Linked DNA regions of Rattus norvegicus: all the other regions are linked to region 2. The links are chromatin contacts, called in public Hi-C maps. All regions are on one chromosome and are shown on one strand. Each heading gives the region's core, a stretch centred on a gene start, on an enhancer-like site or on the middle of the called end of the contact. The rest is flanking DNA. Distances are from core to core; before and after follow the strand shown.

Region 1 (3,941 bases), core at 784-3,283, 130 kb before region 2:
CAGGTCTTGAAAAAGTGGTGTGTTAAGCAAATCCCTCAAAGCTAGAACCTTTTCCCCCATAATGCTTGGAATAAGACTTAGTGGCAGGCAAAAAAAAACCAAAAAAAACCAAAAAACAAAAAAAACCCCTCATCGTTATTTCTCAAAGAGGAGAAATAGCGATAGCAGAAAACATTGTAACCAAGTTGAATGCTTGTCATCTTTAAAAGCTTCTATTATGAACTTTCAACGGGCAGTATTTTCTGTGTTTCCCCCTAACAATGGCTTCCTTTATCAGGGAAGCACTGCCAGTAGCACAATAGGAAGATATCTCTCCTCTTAACTTCCACAAACATTTTGCTTGGTTGCTTCCTAATGCAATTTTTAGCAAAGCCATGAAAGAACAGGCAGTCTTGTCATTGACTGTCACTGCTGAGTTCCCAGGTAGGATGCATCCTCAAAACACATCATGTGTACTCAAAGAGGAGAGGTGGTGTGGACGTTATTGTCCTAAATTAGGGCTCACATTTTGGTTAAGTCTTTCAGTTTCATTTTAAAAATTGGTGCATACCTCAGTAGTAGAGGGCCTGCCTAACATGCAAACAGCCCCCAGGGTTCAATTCCCATCACCCCCCAAAATAGTCACGGTTTCTTAACAGCTTTTTAAAGAAAAAGAACCAATGAAGAAGGGGCCACTTACTTAACCCTGATGAAACAGATAAGCAAGTGTCTTTCCAAACAGCAAAACAAGGTCCTACCGAGCTCACTAACACACACACACACACACACACACACACACACACACACACACACACGAAGGAAGGAAATGTGATTTTCATGATTAAAATAGGAGAACCGATGATCTTGTAAGGTCTATACCGAACAATTGTTTTTACGGTTCAGAGTTCTTCAGGATAAACTGTAAGATCAGAGATGACATAAGCAACATGAATAGATTGTACTTTTTAATGGAATGTACAGAAAGGCATGCACACGTCCTAATGTACAGCTCATAACAAAATATGTTCATGGAACCACACTTGTGTTTAATGTGCCATGTATACAGATATGTATATATTTACGTACACACACACATACACATGTTTCTTTATGTCCCACATGTATATATACTGAATCTTGACCACTCAGCTTGCTACCTATCAGCTGTAAGGATGAAGCTTTTAAGTGTATTCATAGTTTTTAGAGACTTGAGACTTCATAGCATATTATGGGAGTGTTAATTTAACTCGGGGGCATAACAGTTTGTCAGACAAACTGCTTTTGTTGTTACGGTTGTGTCTACAGTGAGTCTTTTGAGGAACAGCCACGCTGAGCGAAAGTTTTAGGTGGTGGAGTCAAGTGTATACGGTCAGTTGATATCACGCATAGATCACTGTGTCACATCTCTGACTTGCGCTGTCCAAACCGAAGCCATGACTTTTTAAATTGCTTTTGTCGAAAGGAAGATAGTTTGTTAAAGAGAGGGAAATGCTACGCAATGGCTTCTCTAACAGCGCTGCAATGCTGCAAACAATATAAGGAAGGAACTAACTTTAAAGAAACAAATTTTCTTAAACTAAGTACCAGTGACTAAGTACTTTAATGATTTTTTTTCCTCAGACCTAGAGGATCCTTTGACATTGAACCTTGGAAATTAAAGGGAGTTTTCTGATAGCCTTTCTGCCCTCCTGCCCCAGGGTGTGCGGGCACCCAGTTCCCCCACCCACAGTGTGCAGCTGGACCAACACCCCTTACACATACCCCACACCCTCATCCTGGGGCTCAGCTCTTTCCTCTCCTCTGCTCCCTGTCGCCCTTGCCCCCCTCTTTTCTCCCGGTGACCCCTGACCCCAGCTAATCTGCATAGAGGAATGACAGGCATCCGCTGGGCCGGCTTGGCCGCTGCCAGGGCCGGGCGACCCGCGCGCGCGGGGAGAAGGTGCGGGGACTGGCGGGCGCGGGCCGAGATGAGCGCGCGGGAGGCCGGCGGCGAGCGGACGGGCGCGCGCAGGAGCGGAGCAGCCCGGTGAGGCGGAGGCGCGGCGGGGCGGTCACCCGCCATGGGCCAGACCTCGGTGTCCGCGCTGTCCCCGCAGCCCGGCAGCGGTGAGTCCCGGGCCAGGCCGGCGCCTGCAGAGCCCCGGTTCCAGGCGCAGGCCCCCAGCTCCGCGCGCGTGCCCCGGGCTTTGGTTTCTCTCCAGATAACTTGGAAAGCCAGAAAGTTCCGAGAAACGCCATTTGCGCACGAGTCTGTTTTGAAAAAGGGCGAAACTTCGAGAGCAGGAGAAACATTCCCGCGGGCTCCCCCTCTTCCTTAGGCTTGGCTTTCGAACAGACTAGAACTGAATTCTTTCAAGCTTGTCAACTGATTTATGGTTTGTTATTCGGAGCAGAAGTGCGGCTTGCTTTCCCCTTTCCTGGCAGATGCTGAATATTTAATAACTACCCCAAAATGTGTAATTGGTTCAGATGTACTTGTTTTGTTTATGTTACACACATAAGCTATAGTGTTTAGGAAAGCCTATGTCTTGAGGGGTAAAGTTTGTTGTATGGAGACTCAGGCAACATTTCTGAGCTACAGTACTATGCTTCTTTTACAGTTTTCTTTTAAAAAAAATTTTAGAAGAAAGGAAGGAAGGTAAGCAGGCTGGCATTATCCCCATGTATCGGGATAAACAGTTGTTTGTCCACACAACATGTGATTGGATAAGGAAATAAACCTTCAAAGTATGATTTTGAGATTCTTCCATCGACTATTTCCAAAACATGACCTCGTAGAGACCATGCATGTTAAACATTGCAGTGGTCTGATGGACTCTTAGGTTTTACAGACATCAACAGGATCTCACAGAGAGGAAATGACAAGGCACAGAGGAAGGTTTATAAAGCATTCCAGGATGTTTGAGTAGACAGAGCTCTCCAGTCTCTCTCTCTGTCTCTGTCTCTGTCTCTCTCTCTCTCTGTCTCTCTCTCTGTCTCTGTCTCTGTCTCTCTGTGTATGTGTCTGTCTCTCTCTGTCTCTCTGTCTCTGTCTGCCTGTCTCTGTCTCTGTGTGTGTGTCTGTGTGTCTGTCTCTCTCTCTCTCTGTGAGTGTGTATGTGTGTGTGTTTGTCTCTTTCTGTCTGTTTCTCTCTCTGTCTCTCTTTGTCTGTCTCTCTTTCTGTGTGTGTGTGTGTGTGTGTGTGTCTGTGTGCCTGTCTGTCTCTCTCTGTCTCTCTGTTTCTGTCTGTCTCTGTCTCTCTGTGTATGTATCTGTCTCCCTCTGTCTCTCTGTCTCTGTCTGCCTGTCTCTGTCTCTGTGTGTGTCTGTGTGTCTGTCTGTCTCTGTCTCTCTCTGTGAGTGTGTATGTGTGTGTGTCTGTCTCTCTCTGTCTCTCTCTCTCTGTCTCTCTTTGTCTGTCTCTCTTTCTCTTTCTCTGTGTGTGTGTCTGTGTGCCTGTCTGTCTCTCTCTGTCTCTCTGTCTCTCTCTCTCTGTCTCTCTCTCTCTGTCTGTCTCTCTCTCTCTCTCTCTCTCTCTCTCTCTCTCTCACACACACACACACACACACACACACCGCCAGGTTTGTGCAAATGGTGCGTCTTCATTCCTCGGACTATCATAAGCATTGCTCAAGCTTAGGCTAATGCCCCCAAAGAATGACCCCTCTGCAAGGGAGAGAAAACTGAATTCAAGGAAGCTTATGTTCTCCCTTGCTAATAATGATGTGACCACATTGCTCTGGACATCAAAAGGCTTCTTGTTTATGGCTTCTGAGTGTTTAATTTGAGGTGGGGGGTTGTTGATAGGGCATGTTGCTTATAAGACTGTTTGGTCTATTATAATGAACTGCTTGTCCATTCTAAAACTGTTGGGTACAAAGAAGACTGGCTTTCTTTTGTCTCACTGAAGGTAGTGTGATAGTTTTCAATCAAAGCAAGGATTTTCATTTTTGCATGTTTGTTTGTTTCCTCACTGGCAGCG
Region 2 (3,956 bases), core at 662-3,161:
GAGAAGGAGAAGGAGAAGAAGAGGAGGAAGAGGAGGAGGAGGAGGAGGAGGAGGAGGAGGAGGAGGAGGAGGAGGAGGAGTAAGGTCTTCAGCCATTTAGCCTGGCGTGTTTGCCCACATCGGTAATCCCAGCCCTTGGGAGGCAAAGGCAGGACGATCTCTTAGTTTAAGGACAACCTGGTCAAAAGAATGCTAGCTGACAGCATTCTTAGCTTTGGGATTGGTGGAAACAGTGATCTGCAAGAAGGTATGTCAAATGTTTTATCTAATAGGCAAAAGGTTGCTAGGTCAGACACAGAGGAGGACAATGAGTTAGCTGCTAAGGGGGGTACTGAATATAGGCCAACATATTTTGGTTGTGTGTCTGCAACATTCCAACCTTTCCACAATCATGAAGTTCCAGTTAGTCGTTTAGAATCTTCAAAACGAGTATGGCTTTTTCTTCTGGGAACTTAGATTTGCAGCGAAAATGATCATAACGGCACCTAATAGCAACTCTCACAGAGTCCTAGTGGGGAAATAGGTCATTCGGGTAGAATGCCAGATCATTAATTCACATACACAAATATGTATTGGGTGTGGGTACCAAGAACTAAATCTAGTAGTAAATAAAATGGACTGAAATGGAACCAGCACTTCCCTCATGAATCTTACTTTCAAGTAACAAATAAAAATGGCTAATTAATGTAAAGATAAATTAAACAATATATCTGCTTTACGAAGCATTTTCTCATGACAAATTGCGTGGTCCTGACCTAAAACATTGCCATTGTTTTTCTTGTAGAAAAAGAACATTAGCCCACAAACATTTACAGTGATAATATTTGACTATAATTATAGAGACATTCCAACAGAACTCAGACATTGGGGAAAACAAAAACAAAAACAAAAAACACTAGCAACTTTCTCTCCACTTGGGGAGGAGAAAGCAAACATCTACTGACAGAATGTTGAATTATTTCATCACTCTTTTCTCCGAGATCTGATGGAACCCTTCCTAAGCAATTACACTTAAAATCTGATTTGCTTAAGGTACCGCAAAATACGTGAGCAAAAACATGGGGGATGGAGATGTGCTCATAGAACACTTGGTGGGGCGTTCACCCAGCATGCAGGAAGCTCTGGCTGGGTTCGATCTTCAGCATCATATAAATAGAACATGCCCGTCACTAGTGAAGTGCAGTTCAAGTTGGACAAGAGGCTGGGCTACATAAAACAAACAACAACAACAAAAAAACCACCTTCAGTTTATTGGTTTTCATCTTAAAAAATAAGCAGTCATCAGAGATTCAGAATACATTACGTCAAATGCCCCTAAAACCAAGAGTCGTAGGGTCTGTGATAAGATACTGCTGGGAATTGTTGATCAAAAGATGTAAAATGAAGACTCTGGAGATGTTAGGCTCTGCCTATTAGAGTTCCGCCTTGGTTGAACATAAGCAACTGATTTCCCTTAGGTCAAGAAGTCAGGGAAGTGACTACTTTCCTTCCATGAACCTGCACAGGCTTGGTCTTGTTTTTATTTGTTTTTGTCTTGTTTGTTCTCAGTTAAGAATAGGTGTGGAATATCTTCAGTGATAACGTTACATTCATCAGCCCGGTGTAGGGACGGGACATTTGCCTTCAGGTAGAACTCCAGTTAGGTAGGCTACTCCCAACCTGCACCGACTCCAGCCAGAAAAGCCCCGCCCACTGAGAGAGAGAGTCCTGCTAGCCCCACCTCCCGGAAGTTCCCGGGAACGTTCCTTCACCGCGGGCTCACGCAACTTCCGGCTGCAGTCTAGCGGCTCCTCGGCGATTGGCTCTTTGCCATGCCATCGTGTGACGTGCTGTCCTAGACCTGTCTACCCACGTGTAGAGCTGCCGGGAGATACCGGCGAGTCGCGGTTCGGCTTTCGCGGTTCCGGAAAGGGAGTCCCTGCCTCATCATGGTGAGAAAACCGCGGTGCTCCGGGAGGGAGCCGGCGGGTTCCGGTTATGTCTGTTCGCCGCTCCCTGCGGCTGGCTTAGGCCACTGGCCGCGCGGCTTGGTGCCCCGAAACCAGTCACTATCCCGGCACCAGTCATCTTCGTCACCCCGGGTGCACTTCGGAAGGAGAAAGATGGTTTCCCTTTTGCAAAATCCCGGGCGTTTACGGTCCTGACGGCTTAGGTTAACTCCGTCCCTGTGATACAAGCCCCGCCCCCTGCTTCCGGGGTCCACTTCAGCCACCTGGTTAGCATCTCGGTTTCCAGACCCAGAGTTGAAGAACACCTAAGAATGTGGAGTAAATAGTCTAAACCTTGCTTGTCTGTTAGATGAAGTGTCGGCCAACTTTTCGGGGACCTCAGAGCACCCACTACAAAAGACTTTAGGCATTTGAACTTAACCCTGTTTGACTTTCCTTCACTAAGGTCATTTGTCCTTACTCATTTGCTTGTTAAGAACGGAGAGCCTCTTAGACTGTCCCACTGCCATATTCCCAACACCTTTGAACAAGTGTCTCAGAGTAGGTAGGGTACCTAGCCAGTGTTTGGTGGAGAAGGTAAATATGGATCCTTCAGGAGGCAGGGACTGCTGTCTGGCTTAGATGTGCAAATTCGACATATCTGTTCACCCTTCACATGCTTACTAAATATTCCTCTGGCAGTAGAATTGCCCACTTTAGCGGCCCTTCCTGATTATTTTGTAGCCTCACAGAAAGAAAAAGCCCTTTATAGAGAAGAAGAAAGCTGTGTCTTTTCACCTGGTCCACCGGAGCCAGAGAGACCCCTTGGCAGCAGATGAAACCGCACCGCAGAGAGTTCTGGTGCCTACACAAAAGGTAGGTCCTGTCCTGTGGCCACTAAGTTTTTAGGTGAATAGTAGTTTTGTAGTCCTGAAAAGTGGAACCCAGGGGACTTAGGCATGTCAGGCAAGCACTTTACCCCTGAACTATATGCCCCCAGAGTTTAATAATGAGTTGATACTCTCAGAAGTTGGTCCTCTTAAAAAAAAAAAAACTGAGCCGTGACTTGGTTTCCAATCTTTGCGCTGATGTTTGATGTTGTGTATTTGTCTTGATTGACAGGATAGAGCATCTAGGCTGTCTGTGGTGGTGTGCTCCATCTCTTGCTTTCTCTTGGGGTTCTGCTGTGTTACAGTAGTCTTCCATTTGTATTCCTGCCCCGAGTCACTCATCTCACGAAACACAAAGCATTTGAGCCCATGAATTAGCTTCGGACGTCCCAAAGGGGCCTTGAAGAAGCTGGTTTATGCTAGCGTTACGCTTGTTGAAGATGGCTCATATAAAGGTCTTGGGGGACGCTAGAAAGATGGGTCAGTGTTTTAAGCACTTGCTGCTCTTGCAGAGGACCCAGGTTCAGTTCCCAGCACCCGTCTGTACAGTCACAACCATCTGTAACATCTGCTGGAGGGGGATCTCATACTCCAGTCTGTCCTAGCCACACATGTAGTCCAAACACTCATTTAAAAATGTAAGACGTGTTTTAAGGATTGGGGGGGGGGGGGCATTGGCCTGCACTTAGCTTTTCCTTAAAGCCACCCCTTACACCACTGAAAAGCTTTCTTTGGGTCTAAGTACAAGAAACTATGCTTACTGTCAAAGTCTCCAGATTGTTTCTCATAATCCTCCAGTGACATTTTTTGAGTGTGTGCTACTTATATTTCTCACCTGGAGTTGTCATGCAGAACTGCCTGGTTGAGAGAGCTGTTCTCGTTCTTGTCATGTGGATGTGCTCCTGTTTCACTTGGTCTTTGAAACAAGGTCGTCTGCATTTTTCAGGCCTGTCTTATAACTGTGGGTTCTGATGGTCTGCCTCAGCCTGGCTTGTTGTCATTTCATTATAATTTTATGTAGCGCTCTGGTTTGGACTCTCCGTAGTTTGGGTATTTATCAAGAATTAGTGATTCCTGTCGGCCAGTATTCACGTGCTGTCTACCTCCTGAAAGTTACACGGATCCTGACTCGTGGCAG
Region 3 (3,885 bases), core at 182-2,681, 240 kb before region 2:
TTGTTTTCCTGCCTGTATCCCCACTTGTTCTCCTGCTGAAGTTAATCGCCTATCTGTTTTTCCTTTGTGCCCCTGAGACTGTGTTCAGCTCTCCCTGCCTTTCTGATCTCTGCATGGGGTACACCATCCCAGAACATCTCTTTAGCTGAACTCAGAGGCCCAGAAGGGGTCTAAGTTGTGAATTTTATTTAATGGACAAGTGGACATTTCGTGTTTGTTTGTTGTTTCAATTACTTCGGGATAAGTTGCCACTCTTGTGGTAACTAACTCGAGTCACTTTTTCTGGGTCAGGAACCTGGACACCATCCATCTGGGCTCTTGCTGAGGATTTCCTCAAGTCCTGGGCAAGAAAGCAGAGGTCTGCTTTCTTTCTCACCTAGAGGCTCTACTTGGTGGCAGCCTGCTTGGAACTTTCTTAGATTTGTATGCAAAGTCTGTGGATTGAAGAGGTTTGAGGCAGCAGAAACTGTGAGATGAGGACTAAGTCAAACTACATGAGGGTTTCCCAGCATCCTCAGATGGCCGATTAATAACCAGGCCTGTCAGACAACAGCAAAGGACATGGATTAAAAAAAGTTTAGTCAACAGGCAGATGGTATTATTATTATTATTATTATTATTATTACTGTTACTATTATTATTATTATCAATAGCACCACCTCCACCACCATCATCATTATATGTGTAACATATGCATGTTGGGAACAAGTGTGCATGTGGGGGCCAAAGGACAATTTTGTGGAGTTTTTCTCCGCTTCAGTGTTCATTTGGGGTGTTAGGCTTGCATGGCAAGCGCTTTATCCACTGAGCCAGAACCCAGGCAAGAACAGTAATTAAAGGCAAGGTAATTCGTGCCCTGCATATGCAAAACCAATCTGAATGGCCCAGAAAATGGTGTTAGTGGAGACGTTGAGTATAGGTTTCCAGGTGCTGAGGTAAAAAGGTCACCTTTAGAAACATCTGTGCAGGCTCAAGGTTGTAGCCCAAGTACTCAGTGCTTAGAGGTTTGTAAAATCAGCTAAAACCAAGGAGCTGAAGCTGGAAAGTTCGTGCGCGCGCGCGCGCGTGTGTGTGTGTGTGTGTGTGTGTGTGTGTTGTTTCATTTTCTTTGGGTTTGCTTTTCAATTTCCCTTCCTCAACTCAAGAAGGAGAATCCCCTATGAGACATGGTCCCATGGTGACAGCATGTTCCTCTTGCTACATTTTACTGATTAAAAGGAAGCCACATTCAAGATCATACAATGATCCTCTGCAGAGGACAAAGGGCTTTCGGGTCGTTTTCTGTGCACCTTAAAAGTTTAGGTTTAAAGCATTTTCCTTTAGCAATGTCAGTGGTTTTGTACAGCAGTCAACATATGAGCACCAGAAATTCAACTAGATCTTAAAATTGTAACTACATTTATTTTTCGTTATGCTTGCTTGCGTTTTCTGTAGGTTGAATTGCTTACCAGTATTCCTAAGAAGATTTTCCAGATATCTTAAAATTTTCAAATTGTTTCTCTTTCTCTGTCTCTCCTGCCTCTGTCTCTCTCTGTCTCTGTCTCTGTCTCTCTGCCTCTCTGTCTCTCTGTCTCTCTCTCTCTCTCTCTGTGTGTGTGTGTGTGTGTGTGTGTGTGTTGGTACAAAAGTAGTGCTTCTGAGTTGGTTGCACTGGAAATCTGGTGTGAATGTTTTTCAAACAATATAAAACCCCTACTGTAGTAGTACTCAAGAAAGCCTGAGAAGACCATGCACTGGCTATTCCAGATGTTTATTTCTATTCTAGCAGTTGACCTCATACTATGTGTCTACACAGCACGAGCGCGCACGCGCACGCGCGCGCACACACACACACACACACACACACACACACCAGTTAAAACCATTTAGTTAGTCCTCTCTTCCTGTGGTCTTGTTTTATCTGTCATACATGATATTTTTTTAAAACATTTTTTACTAGATATATTTCTTTACTTACATTTCAAACATTATTCCCCTTCCTGGTTTTCTGTCCATAAGCCCCCATCCCCTCCCCTCCCCCTCCCTCATATGGGTATTCCCCCATACATCCCCCTTACTGCTCCCCACATATTCTCCTGTACTGGGGGTCCAACCTTGGCAGGACCAAGGGCTTCCCCTTCCACTGGTGCCCCAACAAGGCTATTCTCTGCTACATATGCAGTTGGAGCCCTGGGTCAGTCCAATACATGGTATTTTTTTGGCCCCAGGTCTGGTCTTAAGTTTCTAGAGTCACATCACAGGAAGGTTGTACACTGATGATTTTTTCTTTATATTCACTGCAATAAGACATTTTTAGAAAAAGTTTTCAAGGTATTAAAAATGGAGGGGGGGGGGGTCAGGGACCTTCTTTGCTGCTGTTTGAACTTTGGGCACAAGATGGCGCCGAAGCCACACCAATTAAACACACCGCCAGGAACTTGATGTTGGTACCTAAGGACTTCTACTGAAAACAGAAAAACCAGCGTGTCCGGTGTGAGCATTTCTCTCTTGTCAAGTTCCGTAGAACTTAGGAAGAACTCTTACATTAATTCTTGTTTTTAAACGACTTAATGTTTATTTATCCTCCATTCTATTAAAACTGTGTGACTGCACTGCTTTGTTAAGTAAGAATCCTTTTCCTCTTGGGATAAACTGTTTTCAGAAGACAATTGATTCCTAAGTACATTAAGTCTTACTAAGTGGACATTTGTTTTCAATTTAGAGGAGGAAAAGTCCATGTTCCAGTCTGTGAACAAATGTTTAAAAAGAAAAGTTTTTAGGGACGTTTAGAGTTACTGTGTTCAGCCAATACAGTATAGTCACTTTTCTGGAAGGAGATACGTCAGAGAAAGCCAATGTCCTTGGCTAAGCTGAATCCTTCTAAATTGATGTCCGGCAGGATTAGAGCAGACGTATATATCCCAAGGCTGCGGTCTTTATTTTGGCTGGGAACGTGGAGCATCTGCGCACTTGATGTCTTCACGCTGGATTAGTCTTTGTGGGATGGGATTTACAGTCCAAGGCTGAGTTTCTTAATTACCTTTGAGTTATATAACGCCCAGGGGACAGCCAGGACAGGAGGCTGCCGCATAGCACTCTGCCTTGGAAGGTCTTCTCACGCTTTTTCTAGATGACGTATTTTGCAAATCATAAGATTTTTTCTTACTGAAAAAGAGTTTGCTAAACACATTCATTGAAAAAAAAAAAAACCCTAAACTTAAATGTGTCATAAAAGCAAAAGTTCGTGGAGCTTCCCTCTGATTAACATTATTAAGTATTACATCGCTCACCACGTACCTGGTCCCGATGAGAAACTTGTTTCTAGCGTTCAACTTTTTTTGTTCAAAACTTCTTTCCATTGAAAGAGACAAGGTTTGCTGTTTTTCTTTTTTAAACCTAAGCTGAAACTTATTTGAAAACAAAAATCCTGCTGCATAGTTGTATGGAAGATAGAATTCCCCTTACAACCTGACAGCACACAAGCAGACAGCCAAACCTTGGGTAGCACTGACTTGTTTGTGCTCTTCCCCGGACAAGCTTTCGGAGTCTGGGATTTTCCCGTATGAGAGTGGTAATGGTTTTTTTTTTGTGGGGGGAGGTTGGGATGTGAAGCTAGGTTTTGATATTAGAATCCCAATTTTAAAGACAGGTACGGGCTATATGTGTACAACACAACAACACACACACACATCACATCACACTCACACCTCACCACACTGCACACACCACACCACACACACAGTACACACCACACTCCACATACTATACACAACTCACCACACACACACTACACCTCAATACACACTACACCTCAATACACACCACACCACACATCCACACCGCAATACACACCACACCTCAATACACACCACACCTCAATACACACCACACCACACACACGACACC

Evidence for each region. A called contact is a pair of places that touch in the nucleus more often than the background predicts.
Region 1: a contact with region 2 is called in a Hi-C map of Schwann cells, with 1.7 times the contacts expected there. The contact joins the promoter of Phactr2 here to the promoter of Ltv1 in region 2.
Region 3: a Hi-C map of the A7r5 cell line shows a contact between it and region 2, with 2.9 times the contacts expected there. The contact joins the enhancer-like site here to the promoter of Ltv1 in region 2. A contact is called at or near these places in 3 of 12 Hi-C or Micro-C datasets (the A7r5 cell line, Schwann cells and mammary epithelial cells).

The regions. Positions count from the first base shown.
Region 1 is chr1:9,529,004-9,532,944 of GRCr8, reverse strand. Phactr2 (phosphatase and actin regulator 2) reads left to right here and starts at 2,033. Exons shown (of 12, transcript NM_214458.2): 1 at 2,033-2,085. The coding sequence starts at 2,040.
Region 2 is chr1:9,396,512-9,400,467 of GRCr8, reverse strand. It overlaps Ltv1 (LTV1 ribosome biogenesis factor), which reads left to right and starts at 1,911. Exons shown (of 11, transcript NM_001014157.1): 1 at 1,911-1,931; 2 at 2,673-2,804. The coding sequence starts at 1,929.
Region 3 is chr1:9,634,222-9,638,106 of GRCr8, reverse strand. It overlaps a transcript of Phactr2 not described here. Among named protein-coding and RNA genes, the nearest start is that of Fuca2, 70 kb to the left of the region's middle. Within about 2 kb of position 1,431, at least 4 of the 93 cell types and tissues checked have an H3K27ac peak or open chromatin away from gene starts, as enhancers often do.